3 separate regions of the Mus musculus genome follow, and all the other regions are linked to region 3. A link is a contact called in public HiChIP or PLAC-seq and Micro-C data. All regions are on one chromosome and are shown on one strand. Each heading gives the region's core, a stretch centred on a gene start, on an enhancer-like site or on the middle of the called end of the contact. The rest is flanking DNA. Distances are from core to core; before and after follow the strand shown. Region 1 has its middle 81 kb from the start of Gm33502. Region 2 overlaps Gm46565 (a long non-coding RNA gene). Region 3 has its middle 7.5 kb from the start of Gm26295.

Evidence for each region. A called contact is a pair of places that touch in the nucleus more often than the background predicts. HiChIP or PLAC-seq counts read pairs in DNA pulled down with a chosen protein or histone mark.
Region 1: a contact with region 3 is called in an H3K27ac HiChIP or PLAC-seq map of embryonic stem cells, with 24 read pairs. The contact joins two enhancer-like sites. A contact is called at or near these places in 3 of 39 promoter capture datasets (the 3T3-L1 cell line, 3T3-L1-derived adipocytes and the C10 cell line), 2 of 15 datasets of contacts at CTCF or cohesin (both in the NIH/3T3 cell line), 2 of 484 Hi-C or Micro-C datasets (bone marrow-derived macrophages and nephron progenitors), 4 of 115 datasets of contacts at active chromatin or transcription factors (T-cell acute lymphoblastic leukemia and embryonic stem cells) and 1 of 9 other capture datasets (embryonic stem cells).
Region 2: a Micro-C map of embryonic stem cells shows a contact between it and region 3, with 4 times the contacts expected there. The contact joins two enhancer-like sites. A contact is called at or near these places in 7 of 39 promoter capture datasets (the 3T3-L1 cell line, 3T3-L1-derived adipocytes, the C10 cell line and 4 more), 9 of 484 Hi-C or Micro-C datasets (embryonic fibroblasts, embryonic stem cells, nephron progenitors and 1 more), 8 of 115 datasets of contacts at active chromatin or transcription factors (cardiomyocytes, embryonic fibroblasts, embryonic stem cells and 2 more) and 1 of 9 other capture datasets (embryonic stem cells).

What each region holds. Positions count from the first base shown.
Region 1 is chr16:30,710,423-30,715,055 of GRCm38.p6, forward strand. No RefSeq gene overlaps it. Among named protein-coding and RNA genes, the nearest start is that of Gm33502, 81 kb to the right of the region's middle. Within about 2 kb of position 2,364, at least 2 of the 459 cell types and tissues checked have an H3K27ac peak or open chromatin away from gene starts, as enhancers often do. A contact at or near this core is called in embryonic stem cells, where this site is marked.
Region 2 is chr16:30,938,051-30,942,565 of GRCm38.p6, forward strand. All of the region lies in intron 1 of Gm46565 (a long non-coding RNA gene), which reads right to left. Among named protein-coding and RNA genes, the nearest start is that of Gm46565, 12 kb to the right of the region's middle. Within about 2 kb of position 2,076, at least 30 of the 459 cell types and tissues checked have an H3K27ac peak or open chromatin away from gene starts, as enhancers often do. A contact at or near this core is called in embryonic stem cells, where this site is marked.
Region 3 is chr16:30,819,335-30,823,955 of GRCm38.p6, forward strand. No RefSeq gene overlaps it. Among named protein-coding and RNA genes, the nearest start is that of Gm26295, 7.5 kb to the left of the region's middle. Within about 2 kb of position 2,152, at least 149 of the 459 cell types and tissues checked have an H3K27ac peak or open chromatin away from gene starts, as enhancers often do. A contact at or near this core is called in embryonic stem cells, where this site is marked.

The sequences.
Region 1 (4,633 bases), core at 1,114-3,613, 110 kb before region 3:
GATTTATTCAGGATACAGTGAGAACGGGGGCTATAAAGCTCTGTAAAGGGATGCAGTCAGAGTACTTGGGGAGGGCCAGTGAGGTCGCTGAGAGGGTAAAAGTGTCTGTTGCCAAGCCTGACAACTGAAATTTCATTCCCAGAACCCACATGGTAGACGAGAACCAGTTCCAACCAGCTGTCCTCTGGCTTCCACATGTGTGCTATATATGACACACACATGAGCTTATGTACTTACATGCACACATATAAATAAATAAATAAATAAATAAATAAATAAATAAATGTGTTTTTGTTTGTTGTTTGTGTTTAAGAAAATACGCTGACAGACGAGTACACTCTGACTTCGTCAGTAACGGGTAACAAATTGTCCAAGTTCTCCATCAATAAATGAAAACGCTGGAGGGAAACTTGACATCAGCAGGGCTCGATCTCTGGGCCGTAACCTCTTTGCGGGTATCCCAAGACCTTTGCAGCAAGGGTAGCCTAAGACTGTCAGGAAAACACAGATATTTACATTATGATTCATAACAGCAGCAAAACTACAGTTATGAAGTAACATTGAGAATAATTTTACGGTTGGGGGCTACTATAGCGTGAGGAACTGTATTAAAGGGTCGCAGTATCAGGAAGGTTGAGAGCCACTGCTCTAGAGCCTTGGGTTGGAACTGCCTTTAAAACTCACCCACAGCTTCCTCCTCGCCTTCCTGATGTTGTTCTATGTGCTCATCCCAGCTTTACTGCTTCTTTTCCCCTCCAATCAGCAACTCCTATAATCCAAGTCTTTCGGTCTACAAAATCAGCGCTCTGGATGGCAGCCTCCTATGTCAAGACACCTGCCTTTAGAGGAGCAGAAACCCTCTTTGAGCTCAGATGACTACAGCGGCATTTTCAGAGACCTGGGGAAAAGGCTGTATCTATGACTTTCCTCTTAGTATAGGCCCCTAGATAGTGGGTCAAGCTGCTGCTCTCTCCTGTCCTTGCAGTACAGAGTCGGGATCCTGGGGCACTGCCTGGGATACAGGCATAGGCCACAAGGACTCAGGGTTAGGGACACAGGTTGAGGGCTAGCCTCTCACCTCAAAGAAGCTGAACTCAGTCTCCCACAAGAGACTCTTTCTTCTTCACTCCTGCCTGCCTCTTCCAGGTCAGGAGGAAGGGGTTGGAAGGAAGAGCTCAGAGGTAGCCCCTGGGAGTCATGACTGTGCCATCTCTGTCACCTTGGGTCATTTACTCTTGTCTACTGGGCCCTGTGTCTATATCATTGTCCTGTCTACCTGCCCACTCAGATAGGGACATGAGAGAGTGTTGAGGTGTTCTGTAGAGCAAGGCACAGGCTCAGGTTGAACAGTAAAGCTGACACTGGTGGCCTTTCTGGGGACACCTGTACCCTGGAGGGAGATCTGCAGGGGTGTGGACGTCCAACTTGCCCAACAGGATCCCCCCCTCCTCTCGGGACAGGGCCCAACCTTCTGAGCAAGGTCATACATCCTCCCATGTAGAGAAGAGTGACACCTCTGGCTTCTCTCTCCAGGGACGGAGGAGCAAGTTCACCTGGTTATTGGAAAGTAAACAGTGGTTGGGCCTTGTGGTTCTTCTCATTTCCTGTTGGGTGGGTTGTCTACTGGAGGCCCCACGGCCGATCTCCAGGAATCTTGTGCCCTTGGCCCAGCCATCAGGTCTCTACTTTAAAAGTTCCGCAGAGAAAGGTGTATCCCCCGATCCACAGATCTTTATCTCCGTTTGTCTTATTCCTTTGTCTTTTCTTAGCTGATACAGAACTGGGAAAGATGAGACTTGTTTTAAAAATAACATCTCCTGAGCAAAACAAGGAGCAAGGTGTTTGGAGGTCTCCCTCCTGGAATTTTGAGTCCCAGACCGAATTGGGTCAGGGTTATTTGTAGGCTGCGCCCCTCGAGGGAAAGCTGCGACGGCGCTACCTGCTGAGGCCCCTGCATCTGTTCTGCACAGTCCAAGCATTTAGCTCCTGTTTCTCAGAAGAACCACAGTAGCTTCAGGCCTTTGGCCAGGTTCTGAAGAACAAACAGGGTTTCAGGCAGAGGGAGGGCGGGCGGCAGAGTAGCCGGGCAAGGAGGAGGATCGAATGTAACTGGCTACACTTTCTACGCACGGAGCTTGGTAGAGATGTTGGCTGCTCCAGCTCCCGGCAGTATTAAATGGCAGGATAGGGGTTTGGATCTTATTGTGTTGGGGATATGAAGACTGAACCATGGGAGGCAGAGAGGTGGTGGCGGCAGAAGAGCAGACTGAAGGCCTGGAAAAGGCTGCTGCAGGGACTGGAGTTACAGCCTTGGCAAGGTCACCTTCTGCTCCCTGCCCCTCTCTCCAGTTCCACACTCCTGAGCTCCTCAGAGTGTGTGCCTGAGGCCTGTTCCTTTTGTCTTCACAAACAAGTAAGTGCATCTGTAGCGCCCCCCTCGCTCTCTAAAAGCTCAAGGGTGGCCACCCCACACCCACACTCACTTCACACCATTCTGCAAGCGCCTCTGTCTACCTCAACGGTGTTGCTCACAACTGTATTTTAATCTGCATACAGAGCTCCCATAATTTAGCCAACCAGTTTCTCACTGATGGATATTTCAATTATTTCAAACTTTTATTAATATGAAAGAAAAGGAGACACAGTAGCTGTTCTTAATATTCACTCCTGTGCCCCACCAGGGGATTCATCCTATAATCAGCCACCAAACGCAGACACTATTGCATATGCCAGAAAGATTTTGCTGAAGGGACCCTGTTATAGCTGTCTCGTATGAGGCTATGCCAGTGCCTGGCAAATACAGAAGTGGATGCTCACAGTCATCTATAAGATGGAACACAGGGCTCCCAATGGAGAAGCTAGAGAAAGCACCTAAGGAGCTGAAGGGGTCTGCAACCCTATAGGTGGAACATCAATATGAACTAACCAGTACCCCGGAGCTCTTGACTCTAGCTGCATATGCATCAAAAGATGGCCTAGTCGGCCATCACTGCAAAGAGAGGCCCATTGGTATTGCAAACTTTATATGCCACAGTACAGGGGAATGCCAGGGCCAAGAAGTGGGAGTGGGTGGGTAGGGGAGCAGGGCAGAGGGAGGGTGTACTGGCTAGTTTTGTGTCAACTTGACACAGCTGGAGTTATCACAGAGAAAGGAGCTTCAGTTGAGGAAATGCCTCCATGAGATCCAACTGTAAGGCATTTTCTCAATTAGTGATCAAGGGGGAAAGGCCCCTTGTGGGTGGGACCATCTCTGGGCTGGTAGTCTTGGGTTCTATAAGAGAGCAGGCTGAGCAAGCCAGGTGAGGCAAGCCAGTAAAGAACATCCCTCCATGGCCTCTGCATCAGCTCCTGCTTCCTGACCTGCTTGAGTTCCAGTCCTGACTTCCTTTGGTGATGAACAGCAATGTGGAAATGTAAGCTGAATAAACCCTTTCCTCCCCAACTTGCTTCTTGGTCATGATGTTTGTGTAGGAATAGAAACCCTGACTAAGACAGAGGGTATGGGGGAACTTTTGGGATAGCATTTGAAATGTATATAAAGAAAATATCTAATAAAAAAGAAGAAAGAAAAGAGGAAAAAAAAAGGAGAAATAAACACTAAAAATCCTAAAAAAAAAAAAAAAGTTCACTCCTCTGTACTTACTTTAACATTTATTTTTAGCAGAACACAGATGCTCAAAAACAATGCCTTGGGGGCCAGTGAGATGGCTCGGTGGGTAAAGGAGCTTGTGCCAAACCCAGCAACCCAACTTCTATCCCCAGGTCCCACACGGTGGAAAAAGACAACTGATTTCCTGCAAATTGTCCTCTGACTTCCTCTACACACCTTGGCACATGTGTGTGAGCACACACATACACATAAATAGATAAATATGATTAAAATATTTTTTACAATGTAATTCTCCTGAATTAAAAAGCAGTTCCATTTAAAAATTTTAGTAGGTATTTCTACATTAAAATAGTTTAGCAATTTATTCTCACTGCTGTGTGCATGCACTGATGACAGGAAAGGCAAAGTCCGAGAAGACGTGGGCGGGAGAATATTTTCATTAACTGGATCTTCTGTATTGTCCTCACTGAGGTACAAATTGGTATAATTATTTTGACAAGTAATTTAGCAATTATCTTACAAAATTGCAATGCATTCAGTGACCCGGCAATTTCACCACTAGTCATACACATGAGAAAAATGCTGTTTTTATACAGCCAAGTAACAGCAGCATTCCTCCTATTAAAGGAAGGGGGTGGGGAGGGGCAGAAACAACCATGCCCTTTGACCTGTATCCTGACTTGTTTTATCTCAGCCTGACATAGGCTAGAGTCATCAGAGAGAAGGAAACCTCCTCTGAGGAAAACAAAACAAAACAACAAACAACCCCCCCAAAACAAAACAAAACAAAAAACCCCCAGAAAAACAAAAAAACGCCTCCAGAAGGCAAGCCTATGGGGCATTTTCTTAATTAGTGATTGCTGCAGGAGAGCTCATTCCATGGTGGGTGGGGCCACCCCTGGGCTGGTGGTTCTGGCTTCTGTAAGAAAGCAGGCTGAGCAAGCCAGTAACCTTGCTCATGGTCACCTCCATGGCCTCCAGGTTCCTGCCCTGTTTAAGTTTCTGCCCTGGGTTCCTTTGATG
Region 2 (4,515 bases), core at 826-3,325, 120 kb after region 3:
GAGTAGTGTTGAGGGTGCAGTCCTGTCTGCTCACAGCCTGTACCACTTGCAGACATGGCGAAGAAGGCATCCACCCGCTGTAGGAAATGCTTTATTGTCCTAGAACCATGGAGGAAGGAAATGGCCAGCTTCTCAGTGCAAGCTGCCTACTTTCCATGCTGACAATTCAGCACATCAATAGGCCTTTCAGCCAAACACAGGGCAGGGCCAGGCTAGAATTGTGCACCACTCATGCTCTGTAGTTTCATAGCCTGAGAACTTGGTCTTTAGGCTCTAGGTACTGTCAGAAAGTGAAGTTGCCATTCATCCATCCATCTACTCATCCATCCACCAAGCCATCCATCCATCCATCCATCCATCCATCCATCCATCCATGTACCCATCCATCCATGTATCCATCCATCCATCCATCCATCCATCCATCCATCCATCCATCCATTGATCCATTCATGTACCCACCCACCCACACACACATCTATCTATATATGGACAAGAAACATGCAAAGACTTGTATAAGCATTAGATGCCTCATACAGACTAAGTTACTCTCTCTGAAACACAAAGCTGTCCAGCTTGTGGCACTTGTCAGTTTTCTGTGGTGTAAATGTCCCCAAATTTCAAATTACCAACCTGGTGTCACCGATGTGGGACTGGGTAAAGAGGCTGGGTAGTCTACCATATGCTCACATAGTATTTCCACTGAGGTTGGCACACGCAGGGATAGCTTAGCAAATCAGACTCCATTTGACTTAAGCAATACACATTGTTTTCCCAGCAAATCACTTAGCAACCTTGGATAAGCTGCATGCATACCCCTCTCCCAAGGCAATCTGGTTCCTCAAAGCGATGGGTCCCTGGCACTGTTAGTCACTTCCACTTTGTGGTCTACAATGTCTGACTGAGAATTAGGCAGAGTGAATGGGAAGAAAACTGTGTTCTTAAAATAAACTTTTAGGTGAAAAATCTTATTTATCACCTAATGTCTATGCATAATTGGATGTGCAAATGATTAAAAACAGACGCATTGTGGGAAAGGACATTTACAGTAAACAAAGGCTTACATAACTCAAGCCTGTCAATCAAACCAGGAAACTACCTGTCCCTTGTCCCTTGTCCCTTGTCCCTTGCCCCTTAGCAACTAACTCTTCCTCCTCTTCGTAGACCAATAAAAGAAATCCCCAAATGGTCACGTAGTGCTGGCGAGTACTCGCTCAGAGCCCACTCTCTCCTGGGGTATGTGGCCTATACATTGCTTCTGCACAAAAATTCTGCTTGCTACTTACTATTCATGGTGCGTGCATGAGTGTTTTCAGTTCTTTCAACAAGACACCAAGAACCTGGAAACATCTGGCCCCAACTGTACCGCCACCACGTGGACATAAATCTAACCTCAAGCAGTAAGCACAAGCTACAGTAAATATCTACACATGGGTAAGTTTCCAATATTACCTTTGCTTCAAAGTTGAACTGAGGGCAAGGTCTGAGGAAGCGGCTCCGTGCAGAACAGTTGCCTAGGATGCAAGCCCCAGCACAACATATGGAAAAGATGTGAAGAGACTTAATTGAAGATTTGTGCAATTTAATTTTTAATGATGTCGTATTTAATAAAGAGACGACAAAATCCCTGGGAAAGACACATTTGTCCCTGACAAGAGAACACCCGGGGCCACACACGGGAAGGCTCTTCTCCACTGGGGGCAGGAGTTGAAAGGCCACAGTAATACAGTGACAGTCACCCACAGTAAATCCACTCTGCGCAGAAAGGTCAGGCTGGCAAGCTATGTCTAAAGGGTACAGATTAAAATCCTATTGCATTCATGGTCCCCAAATAATTTCAATTTTAGTACTTTTGCAGAGTCCACAGTATTAGCCCAGCCCTCCCTCCTGCTTAAACCACAGTCCTCTGGGCTCTACTGAACCCCTCTTTTGTTTCTGTTAACTAAAGGTCAGCACAGAGGTCAGAGGAAATAGCATCTATCCTGGAAACAAAGACTTGCAGTTCCTGTGCATTGAATCAGCAGGACCAAGAATACTGCAGATGCCGGGGGAGGGCTTTTGTTTTGTTTTGTTGTTTAAACTGGGGATTTCCAAAGCAGATGTTTTTGTAAGTCACACATTGGCCGGGCATGGGCAGAAATCCTACATTGTAAACTCCTCTGAGGATGGGTTAACCAGCACATTCCAGCTGTCAGATGTTAAGAGCCAAGGCCACTGACCCAAGGCTCCTAATTCAGCAGTTCGTGTTAGCAGATGTTTGCTGCCTCCTTAGAAAGTCTTAGCCTGGGTACGTTCCTCTCACATCCTCTACAAGGGTCTCATCCTCAGATCAGCAGATCTATGTGTTGGGAGGCCCAGGGCCCTGGGGACTGCTGTTGCTGCTGCTGCTTCTTCTTCTTCTTCTTCTTCTTCTTCTTCTTCTTCTTCTTCTTCTTCTTCTTCTTCTTCTTCTCCTTCTCCTTCTCCTTCTCCTTCTCCTTCTCCTTCTCCTTCTCCTTCTCCTTCTCCTTCTCCTTCTCCTTCTCCTCCTCCTCCTCCTCCTCCTCCTCCTCCTTCTTCTCATTATTATTATTATTATTATTATTATTATTATTATTATTATTATTATTATTATTATATTATTATTTACACTCTCTGGTTAGGAACGTTAATCAGTCCTGAAACTTTAAATACCAGTGACTTCTTTTATCTAAATATTTAGTGTAAATAGTTTTATTTAAGTCAAAGAGCGAGGCAGGAGGAAGAGTGGGAGAGAGGGGGGAAGGGAGGGGGAGGTGGAAAGAGGGGGAAGAGAAGGAATAGTTGCAATACTCAGATTAGCCAGTAGAGGGTATCAGTTCCCCTGGAGCTGGGGTTCCAGGCAGTTGTGATCCGCTGGATGTGAGTGTTGGAACAGAATTCAGGTCCTCTTCAAGAGTGGTACATACTTAGCCTCTGAGCCTTTTCTCTAGCCCCTTAATAAGGAATTTATATTATCTATTAATTAACTACTATAGAAAATAAGATATTTTAATTATTCATTTATTTGTGTTTGTGTATGTGCACATGTGTATGTACATGTATGTGTGTTGTGCATGTGTGAATGTGTGTAGATGTGTGTATGTGCCATTGTATACATGCAGAGAACAGAGGACAACTTGCCAATGTTGGTTCTCTACATCCACCATGTAGGTCCTGGGGATAGCACACAGGTCATCGACCTTGGTGTCAAAGGCCTTTATCCACTAAGCCATTAATTTTTTAAAAATTAACTAAAAAAATCTATAATAGCATTTTATTGATATGATTATGTTAATATCTTTCACTCATAGCGAACATCTTTTATTTTTATTTCACTAGAGTTAATGATTTTGGTTTGCTTAGCTTTCTCTTACCATCTGGCTAGGTCAACCCATATCCTTAAAGTCTGTCACCGAAGGTTTTGCAGGGTTGAACTCATCACTAAACTTTGCCAGTTCTGTTCTCCTCCAGGACTGCCATGCCCAGCCTCCTCCCCCTCCCTCTCCAGCCTTCAGTTCCTTTTGACTGCCTGGGCACCCCCTTCAGTCCTCGGTGGTCTCCTGCCTCCTGGGCGCCCCCTTTAGTCCGAGATGGTCTCCCACCTCCTGGCCCTCATACATTCTTTGGTTTCCTTCCTCATGGGAGCAGTTTTCCTCCAGAAGTTTCCCTGAGATAGCTAGCTAATGGGAAGCCAATATCCTGGCATTTTTGTCTCTGAAGATGTCTCTAGTCTCTGTTCACATTCCATGCTCTAATAGATATTCAATATCCTCTCTCTGATAGTCTTGTATTTCACATTGATTTCACGCATGTCATCGTTCACTGGACAAGACACGTATGGCCTCCAGTCTTGGAACCTTCTTGTTATTATTTCTTTGGTAATCACTTTCCAACTTTCTCGTGTTTCTTTCTCTACAATTCCCATTGGGCAGAATTTGGGACATCTCTTTTTGCCTGGTTTTCTACCTGTGAGTGCCTTTTGGGAGCCAGGAGGGTTTCCTTAAATATATCACCCGATCATGCTTGCCTTCTGCCCATGGGATTTCCCAGCTTAGCTTTTGTTTCTAATTCCTGGGAACCTTTCATGGGTATGCCTATTCTTTATAATTAGATCGCCTTCTAATCTTCTTGAGGAAGCGGTTCATTTGACATTTTCTTTTCCGTCGTGCATTTCACTTGAGTGAGTTCTCCTCTGACTGTTTGGATCCCTGTCTTCTGTGTGGAAGGCTTTCCTTGGGCATCTGATGAACCATGGCTATCCCGCTATGGCCAAATGCTAACAGGAAACCTGGCTGCACAGATGGCAGGAGACTTGTGGACCTCTTTGTAGGATGCTCGGTGGGGTCCACTGGTATTTTCACTTAGACCTTCAAATGGCAATCACTACAGGTTTTCCTGGGCAGTTCAGTATCTACAGAAAGTACAAGGGTGCTTCAAAATACCTGTCAGGATAAGAGCCTGGCAGCAGTCCTCAAGTCGGGCAGCATGGGCGGGACAGCCCTGGTCTTCAGCGTTCAT
Region 3 (4,621 bases), core at 902-3,401:
GACAGGTGCTCAACGCTTCCCTCCTGTCTCTCCTTCCAGCCCTGCCCCTCTGTGATCTGCTTTCCTCCCAGGTGGCCAGGAAGCAAGATGAAGGAGATCAGAATGTGAAGTCCAAGATGATCCAGCTCGCCCTAGAATCTGGGCTTCTTCCTTCTAAGCACTTTTTCTTTTCTGCTACCCACCCCCCTCCCCAACAGAAAACAGTAGTGTCAAATACTGTGCTAAAGACACACTTCCATTTTAAGAAAAACCAGTCTGGCCTCAAGACTTCTCATTTTCATAAAGTGAACCAAAAGAAGGATTCTGAATTCCCCTGATTCGACGAGATTTTTTTATAAGGTCTTCTTGCCAGGAGAGCTGTTTTAATTGAAATCTTGGATTTTAAAGTATACCTGGACAGGCCTATTTCATCTGGGAAAGCCAGGGATGTTAATACAGAATTTTGTCTTTGTTTTCCTTCCAGTTTTTAAATAGGGAAGTGTTCAGAGCCTAGGGATGTGAATTGTGCCCTTGACTTTGACTTCATTATTTTAATTGTTTATAATCTTCATTGTAACACAAAAACTGCAGTTATTTCAACACAGACGAGAATGTATTCAGCAGTCAATCCCAGATAATGCCGAATTGTTGGATTCTAATGATGCTCGGCTCAAACATCAAAATGCTATTTCATAAAGAATACAGTATCTTTTTTATTGCTCTCACCGAGTTTGGCATTGACCATAGGAAGAATGGTAAGGGTCTATGATTCACAGAAGAATGATACCTCAGACTCAAACAGTATGCAAACGCAAAGAGTGTTTTATTCTGCTAAAGTCCAGCATGCTGGGGTCTTCCATTACCAAGATAGAGAGACAACCAAGTGAGCTTGCAGGCCAGATTTAAAGAACGTTAGTGGATTCCAGGGTAGGTAGTCTCCAGGGGCATTTCAAAACTAGGGTGTTGCGGGGGGGGGGGGGGGGGGGCTGGAAACTGTTGCTGAGGAAGTCTGGAAACTTGCTGACCCGTTGTCCTTGCTTCTGTCCAGGTGGCCGGGCAGCTTCTAATGGCAGGGCAGTTTCTGACTAGCTGCCTCAAGTCTGGGGCTTTTTTCTAGTAACTGGCTTACCTGGGCTTGCCTGGACTTGCCCAGTTGTTAGACCTAGACTCTCTAGACTTGCAGTTTGAAGCCTGTCATGGAGTCTCACAATTAATCTAGAAGGGCTGCAGAAATGGCTCAGCTGCTCTTCCAGAGGACCCAGGTTGATCCCAAAACCCACATGGCAACCTCAACCACTTGGAATCCCAGTTCCAGAGGATCTGACATCAACTTCAGACCTCTGTGGGCATCAGGCACACACGGGGTGCACAGACAAACATGCAGACCAAATTATACAAACAAAATTAAAAAAAAATTTTTTTTTTAATTGGGGGATGGGATGGAGTAAATGTTCTAGAAAACCTTATCCATGTGTTGGAGCCAACAAAGAGCTCTGGAGCTACTCCAGTTTAAACTGTCAAACATTAAGCTACCATTCCAAGACTGGGCCCCAAGTCTTAGAAAGTACCATCAACTCCCTGGGCGATTCTTAGCCATGGCATGGCTCACCGGCATCATTGCAGGAAAACGTCTCAAGGATGCTCCCTCTGTTAGCAACACAGCCTGTATAAGAGCACCCCAGCTCTTGCACAGCACCTGCAGACCAGAGCACCACAGCAATGCCTCTCTGTGGTAGGAGGGAAAAAAAAGCACCAAGGATTTATTGAGTCACAATCAGAAAATCTCTCCAGTTGTGAAAATGGCGTAATTTACAGATAGACAGACTACCAGTTCTGCATTAGATGAGGTGAAGAAAAGAAAAAGATTCCATTAAAATATTGTTATTTCACATTCTCTGGATAGCTGAGCTTCCTGACTGACATTCTTCTCCGAGTTGGAGAGGAAGCTCTACCCAGCTCAGCTCTGCGTGGAGTCCTGAGGCACAGGACAAAAGCATGGTCGATCAGTGCAGCATTCCGGAGTCAGGGGCTAACGGGGAGCCTTCTCCCTGCCCGAAGTCACGAGGTCACGGGGCAGGAGGAAAGAGGAAAAGAGTGGGGGAAAGTTGACCCAGGACTAGTTGCATGCCAAAGTCATTGTTCTGGCTCAGCCACTCCTTCCTGGAAAGTGGTGTGTGGGGGAGGGTTGCGCAGAGCCTCCCGGCTCCGGTTTCCCGGATGTTGCTGGCTCCTTGGAGATCCCTGGGGTCTGCTTATTTACCAGGCTTGAAGGCCCCAGGGACAGAAGGATGTGAGTGGAAATTATTCGAAGTGAGACACAAGGAGAAACCAAAGGCAAAGTAAAAGCTTTCACACGCTGCTCGCAGCTATCTTTCCGTGCAAATTCTAATCAATGAAGCAGATGTCATAGCTTTACTGCCTGCTACAACTTTCAAGTGTGTTTCATGGCGTTTTGTTTGTTTATTCATTTATTTATTCCAGCAATGACATTTGGAGAATGCTTTAAAAATGCCAACACAAAGAGAAGAGACACATTTAAGGCTTCTGGAAAACAACTTTTAGTGCATTTCAAGCTCATCTCTAGCTATTCCAAAATATATTTAGTTCTCTGAAGTCATTAACAGAGAGAGGACCAGGTCCCTGCCAGGAATCTCTCCCGCTCCCTCCCACGCGTAGTTGATTAATGGGATCTAGTCAGGCTGGGTTTTAATATGCTTTGCTATCCAGTGGCACACGGTCAGTGAGCTGAGAAGCAGAGTTCTGGAAAAGGCACGTGTGGAGAGTTGTGGAGAGCGCATGACTTTGGGTGGAGATCAGGGTGGGTGAATCCAGGGACTTGTATGGTGGGCACAATGAATGAAAGGGACAATCAATCTCTGCAGATCTGCTATAGGAAAATGCCCCAGCAGACTCACTGTGCAGATCCAGAGCACCCAGGAGCAGAGAAGAAGCCCCGTCTCCATAATAAGCCATTTACCAGGGTGCCTTAGACAGCGTTGAAATTCCCGACCTTGGCATATGTCTGGTACACTCCTGGTGCCTTTTGCTGGGAAGGCTGCGGAAAGGGCTCAAGCTGATGGCAGACGGAGGCTAGATCTACTGTAAACACTGACTCAGCGAAAGGCAAGGCGAGTGAAGGCCATTTCCCCCAGGAAGGAGATTTTCTGGTACCAGGCTCAAGTTCCCAGCAGAGGCCCATTCTGAGAATGTCATCCCATGTGTGGGTTTGGGACTCATCTCATCTTATGCTCCTCTTAGCATGGTACAATGTTTACCACGAGTGAATAGATGTCTGCAAGAAGGGCAGAATAAATATTGGTCTGCTCTCTAGGGAAGATGATGGTGTTGGCATTCAAAACTGGGACAAACAGGTGTGGTGCATATTTAACTTATCAAAGTGGACCTGGCCCTCAGGTTCTCCCAGAATCCCTCAGTCCCTACCTGGCATACCCAGCCCTCTACCCTGAACTTTCCAGCTGAGGAGTGGAGCTTCCTTCCCCGCCTCCAGAAGTTCTTCCCTCTATAACACTGAAATGTTGGTAGTCCCAGCCCTCCTGACCCTCTTTTTCTCTCTCTGCTTCCTCTTCTCCCTCCCCTCTGTCTCCCTCCTCATGGCAACTTATCTGGCCTTGTTCCTTGGGATCAGAGAGTGGCTTCCCAATCAACCTGCCTTTATATAATCTAATCAAGCTTGAATTGACTCATTTCATCCTAGCAGAGGGGCGAATTCTAGACAATGCCAGCAGAGGGGATCTTGAAGATTCTCAGTGCCTAAAATGTTGATAAATGGTGGAGCTGATAGGCTTTCCCGGTGCCCCTAGTGAGTCACTACCTGTTGTGTACACAGCCTGCGATGCTACCTGTACCCCCAGAAACAACTAGGAACATACTGTGTCACCTGAAAATAAGTACTTTCTTTAAAGGGGCAGGAAAAACACTGGATCATGGCAGACTGCCTGAGAATGCCTGTGTCTAACTGTGGCATTGTTATAATGACTATGGTGTCCCCAAGGTTCTTGTGCTACATGCCTAATTCTCTGTCACTGACACTATTATGGAATGTGATGGAAACTTTAGGAGATGTGGTCTTACTGAAGGAAGTAGGTCACTGTGGGTGTCTCCCTTTGAGGATTATGGCTGAATTCAGTCTTTTCCTATTTTCTGTTACACCCCCCCCCCCGTTTTTTTCCAATTTACACAAGCTAAGGCTATTTTGGAAAAGGGAAACTTAACTGAGAAAATGCCTCCTCCATAGGGTTGGCCAGTAGGCAAGGCTTTGGGGCATTTTCTTGATTAGTCATGGATATGGGAGGACCCAGGTCACTCTGGGGCAGGTGGTCCTGGGCTGTATATGAAATCAGGCTGAGCAAGCCAGTGAATAGCACTCCTCCATGATCTCTGCTTCAGTCCCTGCCTGCGGGTTTCCTGCCTTAACTTTCTGCTTTGACTTCTGTCAGTGATGGACTATGGCTGAGATGGGCTGCTTTGGGTCTTGGTCTTTAATCCAGCAATAGAACCCCATCTAAGACACTCCGCTTCCTATACACAGGAGCTTAGTGGTCTCTGCCTTATGCTTCTGCTACCAGGCTGTTTGGCTGGCCCAGAATCAACAGGGCCAAGGACAGGGGGCCGAAACATCGGA